Linked DNA regions of Salvelinus alpinus: region 1 is linked to region 2. A link is a contact called in public Hi-C data. All regions are on one chromosome and are shown on one strand. The core of a region is the stretch at or near the end of the contact, and the rest is flanking DNA. Distances in the headings are between cores, read along the strand shown. Region 1 holds the start of LOC139537784 (glucocorticoid receptor). Region 2 holds the start of LOC139537783 (rho GTPase-activating protein 26-like).

The links. Hi-C and Micro-C count contacts between places; a contact is called where the count stands out from the background.
Region 1: a contact with region 2 is called in a Hi-C map of muscle, with 12 times the contacts expected there. The contact joins the promoter of LOC139537784 here to the promoter of LOC139537783 in region 2. A contact is called at or near these places in 2 of 3 Hi-C or Micro-C datasets (muscle and red muscle).

Annotation. Positions count from the first base shown.
Region 1 is chr13:46,019,179-46,025,566 of SLU_Salpinus.1, reverse strand. LOC139537784 (glucocorticoid receptor) reads left to right here and starts at 3,884. Exons shown (of 10, transcript XM_071339560.1): 1 at 3,884-4,003.
Region 2 is chr13:45,764,530-45,770,247 of SLU_Salpinus.1, reverse strand. It overlaps LOC139537783 (rho GTPase-activating protein 26-like), which reads right to left and starts at 2,225. Exons shown (of 23, transcript XM_071339557.1): 1 at 1,610-2,225. The coding sequence starts at 1,763.

The DNA of each region.
Region 1 (6,388 bases), core at 2,635-5,134, 250 kb before region 2:
GAAATCCATGGATTAGGGCCTAATAGATTTGTTTCAATTGACTGATTTCCTTATATGAACTGTAACTCAGTAAAATTTTGCATTTATATTTTTGTTGCGTATAGTTACATAAATAGATACACTAGCCTATTAGCCACATTATGACAGATTGTGATAATTTCCCTTGCTAGTTGGATTGTATTGACCTTCCTAGCTTTAGTTACATTCGTCTGTTTTTGTCCAAAACCTTGAGTCATTGAAACTAAAACAGTATCCCGACTGGGTGGAGGCAGCAAACAATGTACAAGGCCACCTGATAGCAGTATTTGTTGGACTACCAAGATATGCATTGGTGAATTATATTAAACATGCATTGAACTGCATCCATCTATTCTGCCAACAATGCCTTACTGCATATCATGGAATTTTGAGTCAAATGGAACCTATTTTTTAAACCTTGTATGAAGCTAGTTTTGTAGAATAATCTGGGATTTTGATATTTGACTGACTAGGATTGTGTTTGATTCATAGCTACCATGTTGTTGTCGTGTTGTGTTGCTACCATGCCATGTTGGTGTCTTAGATCTCTCTTGTCGTGATGTGTGTTTTGTCCTATATTTTTTTATCCCAGCCCTCGTCCCCGCAGGATGCCTTTTGGTAGGCCGTCATTGTAAATAAGAATTTGTTCTTAACTGACTTGCCTAGTAAAATAAAGGTTAAATAAAATATTAAATAAATAGCTGCCAAGTAGTTTCAACGCTGTCAGTTCCACTTCAAAAGCAGAGTGTTTCCTGTCTGCTTTAGGACAGTGTGTGCGCATGCTCCTGCCTCTCCCAAGCCATTACTCCATCTAAATGAGCCATCCACATGCCCATGACACACCCGTCAACCCTAATCAAATTGTTTGCATGGAGCCCTGCGTCTGCCTCATCTCTCTCCTACACCCTGAACCCACGTCCCTGGCGCACCACCCCGCTTACATCCCTCAAACAGCTGTAGAACCCGATGCTTTGTAAGACTTTGTTTCTATTGACCAATCACATCAGATCTTTTTCAGAGCGGTTCTGATTGGTCAAAATACCAATTAGTGAAAAAGATCAGAATTGGGCTACCTGTCTAAACGCAGCCAAACAGATAACCTTGGCATGTGTACAAAACAGGAATACCTTCCTAATATTGAGCTGCGCCCCCTTTTTCATTCAGAACAGCCTAGACTCGTCGAGGCATGGACTCTACAAGGGTGTCGAAAGTGTTCCACAGGGATGCTGGCTGGATGTCCTTATGGTTGTAGACTATTCTTGATACACATGGGAAACTGTTGAGCTTGAAAAACCCAGCAGCGTTACAGTTCTTGATACACTCAAACCAGTGCGCCTGGCACATACTACCATATCCCGTTCAAAGGCACTTAAATCTTTTGTTTTGCCCATTCACCTCCTGAATGTCACACATACACAATCCATGGCTTCGTCTTCTTCTTTTATGATATAATGGCGGCCCACAAACTAACGTTAAAGGTGCATGCCACCACCTACTGTGCTGGAGTGTGTTGTCAATCACAGTTTACAACATTTTGAAATCCTAACTCAGTACTTCTGAGAAAATAAAAAAGAGCCCTAATAACTTCTAATAGATCCTTCCCATTCCCCAAAATCCCTTCCAAACCCCATCCAACCTCAATGACCCTACACTTCAATCTTTCCCTCTCTTTAACATACTTACAACAATATAATAACACATGCTCCACCGTTTCATCGACCATGCACTCCAGACACAAACCACTCACATGCTTGCCAACCAGAGGTAATGACGAGTTCAATGTACAATGTCCTAAGTGCAATCGAGCAAACACCACCTCTTCCTTCCTAATCTGGCCCTTTAATCTTGGTCCACCGACCTTTCTTTGGAGGGCATATAAAATGCCGGCCGTTGTGCTCAGAGTCCCATCGCTTCTGCTACACATGATCAAAATGGCTCCGATCTTATATTTGTCTTCACCTCTACCCAGTGGAACATTAATATCAATTATATCTCGTTTCAAAGCTCTTTTAGCTAACTGGTCTACAATTTCATTCCCTTCCACACCTGAATGTGCTAGGACCCAGCAGAATCTCACTACTACACACATTCTCTCAATTCTCCATAATAACATTAATACCTCCTATTAGATTTACCAGATGATAAACTATTCAATACAGACAGAGAATACTTCTAACAGGTTCTAATTCTAACAGGTTGTATGTCCTCCACCCACTGGAGGGCAACTATTATCGATAACAGTTCAACTGAGTATACTGACAGTTCATCTGTTAGTCTTCTACATATCTGATAATCAAATTCAGGAACGTAAACGCCTGCTTCTGTGCGCCCACTATCTGGGTCCTTGGATCCATCTGTGAAAAGCAGTAAAAAAGCACAAAAACTTCAACCCGTCTCCTCCCCTTCATCTTCACTAATTGAAATGGATATAACAAGTGACATGAATAAGAGCTTTCACCTTGCTTCAACTGATGTCCTGGAAAGATTAGGTGTTCCTAATGTTTTGTACACTTAGTATATGTATCCTGAATGATGCAGTTCATCTTTAGCCCTTTGGGACCTCATTCAGCCTTTTTAAAGTACGTGTTGTGGGAAATTATGAGTAGTTTATTTTGATAAACATATTTTAGTATGACTAATTTCAAGTTGTTGAGAGGTCACAGCACAGCTGCCAACATTTCCAATACTGTTGACCACAGGTCTTTATGGTGATACAGTTCCACCTACAGTAGGCCTAAATGACTGTGGTGTGTCGATTACTAATTAAGTAAAAACTTCCTCAGACTAGATCCAGAAATTAGTCAATTAATTGCCAAGATGCATAATCCACAAGCTTTCAATATTACAAATGGTTAATATGAGTTTCCATGCACTAACAGAGTAGTCTACCATGTATGAGCACTTTATAAATGAAGTAACCATCGTTACTATTGTCATTAAAATGAAGGCCTTTTAGTAGGGTGTAGGCAGTACAATTCTGATCTTTGCCCAATTATTTGGAAAATATCTGTTTTGATTAGTCAAGACAGCAATTAGGGACAAAATATTAGAATTGGGCTGTGACACGCTGATTACATTTAGACAGGCAGCCCAATTCTGATATTTTTTTTCCCATTCATTGGTCTTCTGAACAATCACATCAGATATTTTTACATTAGATCTTTTTCAGAGCTGATCTGATTGGTCAAAAGACCAATTAGTAAAAATAATGTAAGAATTGGGCTGCCTGTTTAAACACAGCCATACAAACCTTTGCCTATCAAGCATGTTACTGTACATGTATAGTTAAATGTACTGTTATTTTATATAATTAGGCTAATCTAGACAAGTTCCTCAAAGTTGAAATATTAATGGAAGACAGTCATTGCATTCATCAACCTACATACTAATTAATTGGATTATTGTTACTTTATAGACGCGAAGATGCCTGCTTTTCACTTCAGTGTTATGAATCATTGGCATACATGAGAGCCTCTCTCTGCGCATGTTTGTTCTTAGTAAATTAGTCCGTTTTCTTTTTACGGGCGGTTCAAAGTCTCGCAATTATATTATGTTTTAATGAAGACATCGCGTTTATCGAATATTGTATTTCACCGAATCGGATACATTTTTTCCCCCAGATATGTAGATACTCTTTCTGAGAGCAGAGCGAAGGGAAACGGCGTTCCAGAGCCAGCTGTCATATGTGTTTATTTCCAGAGAGGTCGGTGGCTGTCAACGTGCCTTTCTTCCGTCTATCTACGGACTGTGCTGCGCCATTGAAATTCTGCACGTCAGGCACAATTTGCCGTGCTTTGGCTTGAAGTTCGCAAAATCGTGACTAACTGAAATGTCTCTTGACCGCGTTTTTAGTTTGTATTTAGTTAGCTGCCTTCACATACTGCAGTGTCGCGTGAAACGCGCGTCGAGGACGTAGTCTAGAAAGTTTCCTTGTATTTTAATTCAGTGGCACGCGCTTCGTTTGTACTTTTTTTCGTACTTGTTGGTAAGGCACAGTCTTCGCAATGGGTTGTCATTCGTAAATAACATTTTATACTTTGTTGTGGTCTCTTTTTTTTTTTTTACTCAGTCGTGTGTTATAACTAACAAGTATTGACAAACGTTAAAAAAGTTAACGTTTTGAAAGGTAGTTACGTAACGTTAGCTAGCTGCCATTGTGTGGGCGAGTTTGGCGAAACTTGTGAAAGCGAGGTAACGTTGCAAGTAATCGAACGAACTTTAAAAACGTGTTTTTTATTTTATTTTCAAGTTTGCTTGTTTACTTGATAAGTTTATTATCTCTAAATTGATTCGATAGTCAAGCCGACGTGCGCAGCCGTGTTTTTGACAGATTTTTCGAGTTCAGTCCTGTTTGTCTTTAGAGGGGCGTTTACCCTGAAGTGTCAAACTAGCTGCCCGGCCTCAGTTTGCTACATGTATGTGCACAAGCTAATATGTAGCTAACTATGATATTATGTAACGGTTAATGATTGTTATAACGTTATTGTACTGCATCATAGCAAGCTTTTGGTAATGTCAATGCTGATATCCTTCTTGAATTTTATAGCGAATTCATGTTTTCTTGTGCTTAATGTCTGATTTACATCTAGCTAGCAAGCTGAATTCGGTGCATTGCTAGCAAACGTACAGTACATGGCTAATTTGACGGCAGCTACTTTCTTTTAACGTTTGACACCCCCAGATATTTAGATTTGTTAGATTAAGTGATCAGGGGAATAACAGCGCACGAGATGGCTATGTCAAGGCTTTTTAACTAGCTAACGTTCGCTATATTTTCGTCTCGCGAGGAAAGTAGAAAGCCATTCAGCTTACGTTGCACGATAAATATTGGCTTTGAAGACTGTTTGGAAACCATAGATCTCATAATTCCAACAAACTGGAGATGAACTAGCTTGGGAAACTCCAATTTTTGATACAGGTAACATTAGCTAGTCATGTAATCAAATGTGTCCTTTGATTGCATCTTATTTGTTGTATTTTAAAAGCTATCTTGGATTATTAAACTAGTTACATCTGCTAGCCATGCATCCTGTGTATAACGTTACAGCATAAGTTTAGCATATATTTGATTGTGGAATGGTTTAGCTATAAGGTAGTGTGATCCCTGTGCTATGGCTTCTGTAGTTCGACGCCCACCATATCAGTGTAAAATTAGGCGACTCAGTGCTGTTAGAGCATTATCACTGTCGACCCCTGAGCCCATTGAGGATTTCATTAGCCATACTAGCTAAGCTTAATAGACATACTTTTGTTTTTAATTAAGGTATGATAATCACTTTCTCCTGTTTGACTTGATGCAATTGCCGGTCGCAGCCAACAGGTTGCACCACTGCGGCGCTTTCGTTTAGCTAGTACAGCTGGACATTACTGTGATACACTAAACCGTTTTTGCGCCCAATCACAGACGGCCAGATAAATGTTAAAGCTAGAGCGCTCCATTTTATTTGTAGCTAAGTTACACTTGTATTCTGATTTTTTGTTTTATGTAGAATGTGAGATTCTAAGATCAATCAAGAATAACGGCTATGGACATAAAATAGGATGTGCCACTGGTATAAAAAATAATGATTGAAGTGAACGACGATGTATAGTTCAAGGTAACGTTTTCAGATTAAATATAAACATTAAATAAGCGAACATCAAATCCCGAGAACAACATACTAGCTGTTATGTATAAATACAGTGCCCTCCGTAATTATTACAGATACAGCGAAGCATTTAAAAAAATCTTTATTTGGCTCATTACTCAAGGTTTGGAGTTGAAATCAAACAATGACTATGAGGTTAAAGTGCGAACTCATCCATATCGTGTGAACCGTTTAGAAATTACAGCACTTTTTGTACATGGTCCATTTTAGGGGACAAAAAGTATTGTGACACATTTACTTAAATGTTTATTAAAGTAATAAGAAGTTAAATATTTGGTACCATATTCCTAGTTCGCTATGACTACTTCAAGCTTGTGACAACACATTTGTTGAATGAATTTGCTGTTTGTTTTGGTTGTTTTAGATAATTTTGTGCCCAATTAGAAATTAATGGTAAATAATGTATTGTCTTTTTGGAGTCACTTTTATTGTACATAAGAATAAATGTTTCTAAACACTTCTATATTAATGTGGATGCTACCATGATCAAAGATAATACTGAATGAATCATGAATAATTATGAGTGAGAAAGATAGAAACAAAAATATCATACCTGAGAAAAATGCAAACCTTTTCTGTAATTGTAATGGTGAGAGGTTAGCATGTCTTGGGGGTATGATATTTGTGCGTCTAACTTTCTCACTCATCATTATTCATGATTCATTTAGGATTATCCGTAATCAGGGTAGCATCCTACACTAATGTAAAAATGGTTAGAAACA
Region 2 (5,718 bases), core at 976-3,475:
GCTCACATAAAAATACTCAAGAGGCCTGAAGCATATTCCACCTGTAATAACTCATTCTAGACGATGTGTGTTTTAGCTATGTTAGTGTAACAGTGACATACGGTAGAAGGTGGACCAATCGCATGAGGTAAACTAAAGAACAGCTCGTTTCACACAAACCTGGTCCTCAATTTTATCTCTGGGATACTGGTGGCAACCTTTAATGTCAATTAAGATATCAAAATATGCAGCCCCCGCATCCGCAGAACAGCGCCAGTAAACCCAAATGTTGGTTAATTTGAGTGATTAAAATAATATCATGTTTGAGGGCGGAGGTAAAACGTTTCATCTGGATCCCTAATGACAGGTTGCCCTTTGCTTACAGAACATCCATCTTGCTCCTGGCTGGCTGCCTGGCTGACTGGCTGGCAGGCTGTTGACTACTGCTAGTGTTGGTGCTGTGTGAAGTCTGTGACTGACTGTAGGATTGGCCACAGGAACCACACTCCAACCAACCGGATGGGGAAGCAGTAAATGCCACACTAACAGACGTGTAAAGTGGGGTTGAAGAATCGCCTAAAGCCTCTGGTGTAGTGTAAGGTTTACTTTCTCTCTGTGGTGAGAGGTTACAAACATGTACTTGTTGTTGTGCCACCAGCAACCAGAACAAGGACAAAGCAGAGGGACTTGCCCAGAAGGTTAATTCTGGATTTAATTCGCACAAAAGTGGAAAGCTTTGAAATAATGTGAAAAGTGGTGCGATCTTGTCCAGAGCGACTTACAGTAAGTAGTGAGTTCATACATTTTCATATTGTATTTGTACTGGTCCCTCGTGGGAGTCAAACACACAACGCCAAACTCTACCAACTGAGCCACACAGGGTAATACACATGTAACATACAATTAAAACACAGCAGCTACACAGCCAACTGTACCTACAACAGCTGACTATCCCTAACCCCAGTTCTCCTCTGACCTGGGACTGTCGGTCACTACGGGTCATTCAGTTTGATTTCTAGATGTCCCTGACAGACAAAAGCAGAATGATCCAGACCGTTAATGGCAGCTGACTGGGCACTGTGCAGAACAGCATGGACTATCTGTTTACTGGCCTGTTTTGAACATCTATCATGCGTTAGAGTGGAGCGGAAACTTCCGGGATGTGTATAGTAGTGTAGTAACAGTGTGTGTCACCCTATGAGACAACTGTGGCTAAATGTAAACACTAGCTCTTGAACTTCACACTGACAGACTGGTGATTGGTGAACATGGACTTTAGCTTGAGGCTTAATGATACATTGTTCCAAATTCCATGTTCAACCAGCATGCACCTGTCAAGAGTTCTACTGCCCTCTATCTGATGATGTTCAATGACTAGGCTAAGTCCTAACCAACTAATTATGCATGAAAAGATCAGGCAATTATGGAAACGTTATACGTTACCATTCATACTTTATATATACACAATATAGGCTACTTTAAATCTAAAATCATCTTTAAGAAGATTAGAAATCTATCACATAGGGCTCTATGATAGGGCAATGTCTTCATTCATAGTTGTTTGGGAATTTAGCTGGGCACAGAAGAGCAGTCATCATCACAACACAAGATAGCAAATGGATGATCTTACTTTTCAATGCTTGGATGAGCGCCTTCCCATCTTTGATTAGTTCTTTGATGAATTTGTTGGTCTTGTCCAGTTCCAGTTCGTGAGACTTTAATCTGTCTCGGAACTGTGGACTGTCCAGATAGCAATCACTAAACTCCAGAGCAGGCAGTCCCATGTTTCCTCTGAGTCCACAGCACCCGAGGTCGGAGGAGGAAGAAATCGTTGACTGGTGATGTGCAATCCACTTAAGAAGGTAGCGGAACACAGAGATTAACACTATGCAGATACCTGTCTACATTACACTACATAGCCAACGCAATAATCTTGCTGACAACATGCAGGCGGGCAACGTGGATCTGGTTTATTTTAGCCTAGGATCCAAACGGTATCCCCCAAAAAATCGCACGCGAAAAAAACTGTGCTTGTATAGGAGGGAAGTACTGAAAGAATATTCACTTATTGGCAGTCAACGATGCCAGGCAACCTGTGCATTCGTCATGACAACGCCGTACTGGTAAGGAAAATAGGAGGAAAATGAAAGAAAAAACGAGGTACGGTAGTTGCTGATTCTTCTCTGGGCGTTTTAAATGCAGAGCTGTCTCTCAAGCGTTGGTGTTCGTTCCATCGTACCAACCTACCCCGAAACAGATAATCCTATGATGGATGCAGCTCTAGACCAATAGCATTGCTCAGTACCAAAACAGTCCGAGAAGGGAAGGCGCACTACAGTTGCGGGAGATGGGTGCATAAAGGAAGGGTTGGTTGGTCAAAAACGCAGTGATGTCACTTTAAAGAGCGGGGAATTTCGTTTTTTTTTTTTTTTTTTTTTTACATCAACCTGCTAAGGCTAGGATAAGAAAAGCGACAACTTGTTGTTAAATCTTCAACTGTTGTCCATTGGGAGAGCAATTGTTAGGTAATTACACACATCACAAGCCTTTATGTACTCTGCATAGTTGCAAATGAAAATGTTATCCATAATTTCAAACAATGTGACTGTTTATGACAACTTTAAACTAGCTATAAACAAATTAATAGTTTAGAAACTACTTATAAGTAAGTAAGTATTGCACTATAGAGAGAGAGAGAGCGAGAGAGAGAGAAAGAAAGAAAGAAAGGGTGTGTGTGTGTGTGTGTGTGTGTGTGTTAGAGGTCGACGAATTTAGATTTTTCAACTCCGATACCGATGCCGATTATTTTAGGACCAAAAAAGCCGATACCAATTAATCAGATGATTTATATATATATATTTATATATATATGTGTAATAATCACAATTACAACAATACTGAATGAACACTTTTATTTTAACTTAATATAATAGATAAATGAACATCTATTTAGTCTCAAATAAATGATGAAACATGTTCAATCTGGTTTAAATAATGAAAAAACACAGTGTTGGAGAAGAAAGTAAAAGTGCAATATGTGCCATGTAAAAAAGCTAACATTTAAGTTCCTTGCTCAGAACATGAGAACGTATGAAAGCTGGTGGTTCCTTTTAACATGACACTTCAATATTCCCAGTTAAGAAGTTTTAGGTTGTAGTTATTATAGAAATTTTAGGACTATTTCTCTCTATAACATTTGCATTTCATATACCTTTGACTATTGGATGTTCTTATAGGCACTATAGTATTGCCAGCCTAATCTCGGTAGTTGATAGGCTTGAAGTCATAAACAGCGCTGTGCTTCAAGCATTGCGAAGAGCTGCTGGCAAACGCAGGAAAGTGCTGTTTGAATGAATGCTTATGAGCCTGCAGCTGCTTACCACCGCTCAGTCAGACTGCTCTATCAAATATCAAATCATAGACTTAACTATAATATAATAAACACACAGAAATACGAGCCTTAGGTCATTAATATGGTCGAATCCGGAAACTATCATTTCGAAAACAAAACGTTTATTCTTTCAGTGAAATACGGAACCGTTCTGTATTTTATCGAACGGGTGGCATCCATAAGTCTAAATATTGCTGTTACATTGCACAACCTTCAATGTTATGTCATAATTATGTAAAATTCTGGCAAATTAATTACAATCTTTGTTAGGAAGAAATGGTCTTCACACAGTTCGCAACGAGCCAGGCGGCCCAAACTGCTGCATATACCCTGACTCTGCTTGCACAGAATGCAAGAGAAGTGAGTAAATTTCCCTAGTTAATATTGCCTGCTAACATGAATTTCTTTTAACTAAATATGCAGGTTTAAAAATATATACTTGTGTATTGATTTTAAGAAAGGCATTGATATTTATGGTTAGGTACATAGGTGCAACGACAGTGCTTTTTTCGCAAATGCGCTTATTAAATCATCACCTAATGAACATCCAATCACATTAACTGTTACTCTCTCGCGGGAATTCCATTAACGGTCCGTATGTAGCCAAATGTAGCTGCTGCTCATTCAGTTTGCTTGAAAATGGATGAATGGTTAAAAAAGTAAGGCCCGTGTCCATAGAGACACATACCAGCTCTACTGGTAGATCTGCTACTACCAGCAGTACTACAGCTGTCGACGACACAAGTTGTTCTGCTTCCATGAGCACATCCAATGCTAGCATCAGTAATTCTACATTTGTTGTTTGCCCAGCTAGCATGGACACTTGTGAATCTGATGCAGCCGAAGAGCTAATTCTCCCTTACCCGGGAAAGCACTGAACAACAGACAGGGACGTTGGACCACAGAAGAGGCGCAAATATGATGAGAACTACATTGATTTGGGGTTCACTTATATTGGGAGTAGTGCCTTTCCTCAGCCACAGTGTGTTATATGTGCAAAAGCATTATCTCACAACTCGATGAAACCTTCACTCTTGCGCAGACATTTAGAAACAAACATGCCAATTTGAAAAATAAGCCATTCAAGTTTTTTGAGCGAGAATTAAGACGACTTTCGAGTAGTAAGACATGTATAAAAGCAACAGATACCATTAATAAGAAGGGGCTAGAAGCGTCTTATATGGTGAGCTACCGAGTGGATAAGACAAGCCCCATACTATTGTGGAGGACTTCATTCTTCCTGCTGCCGCGGATATGGCTGGGACAATGCTGGGGGAAAAGGCCATTAAAACTATACAGACAATGACTTCATCAAACAACAATTTTTCACAACGCATCAGTGACATGGCAGGAGATGTTTTGAAACAATTACTGCTTTGTTTCAAAACAAGCCAGTGAATTATATGCGTTACAGCTGGATAAGTCAACAGACGTGGCAGGCCTGGCACAGCTCCTGGTATATGTCTGTTACTTTTATGGGGGTTCAATAAAGGAAGACATCCTCTTCTGCAAACCATTGGAAACCAGGACCACAGGAGAGGATATTTTTAAAGTACTGGACAGCTTTGTGACATCAAATGGACTTTGGTGGTCAAGATGTGTTGGTATCTGTACTGATGGCGCAAAAGCCATGACAGGGAGACATAGTGGAGTGGTAAGGGGCGTTGCTCCCGAGGACACTTGGGTACACTGCAGCATCCACCGAGAGGCTCTTGCTGCCAAGGGAATGCCCGACAGCTTGAAAGACATTTTGGACACTACAGTGAAAATTGTTAACTTTGTTAAAGCAAGGCCCCTGAACTCTTGTGTATTTTCTGCACTATGCAATGATATGGGCAGCGACCATGAAACACTTTTACAACATACAGAAGTGCACTGGTTATCAAGGGGCAAAGTATTGACACGTTTTTTTGAATTGAGAGACGAGCTTAAAGTTTTCTTTACTGACCATAATTTTCACTTGTCTGACTGCTTGCATGATGACGAGTTTCTCACACGACTGGCCTATCTGGGTGATGTTTTTTCTCGGCTGAATGATCTGAATTTAGGATTACAGGGACTCTCTGCAACTATATTCAATGTGTGGGACAACATTGAGACTATGATTAAGAAGTTGGAGCTCTTCTCTGTCTGCATTAACAAGGACAACACACAGGTCTTTCCATCATTGTATGATTTTTTGTGTGCAAATGAACTCAAGCTTACGGACAATGTCAAATGTGATATAGCGAAGCACCTGAGTGAGTTGGGTGCGCAATTACGCAGGTACTTTCCTGAAACGGATGACACAAACAACTGTATTCATTATCCCTTTCATGCCCTGCCTCCAGTCCACATAACGACATCTG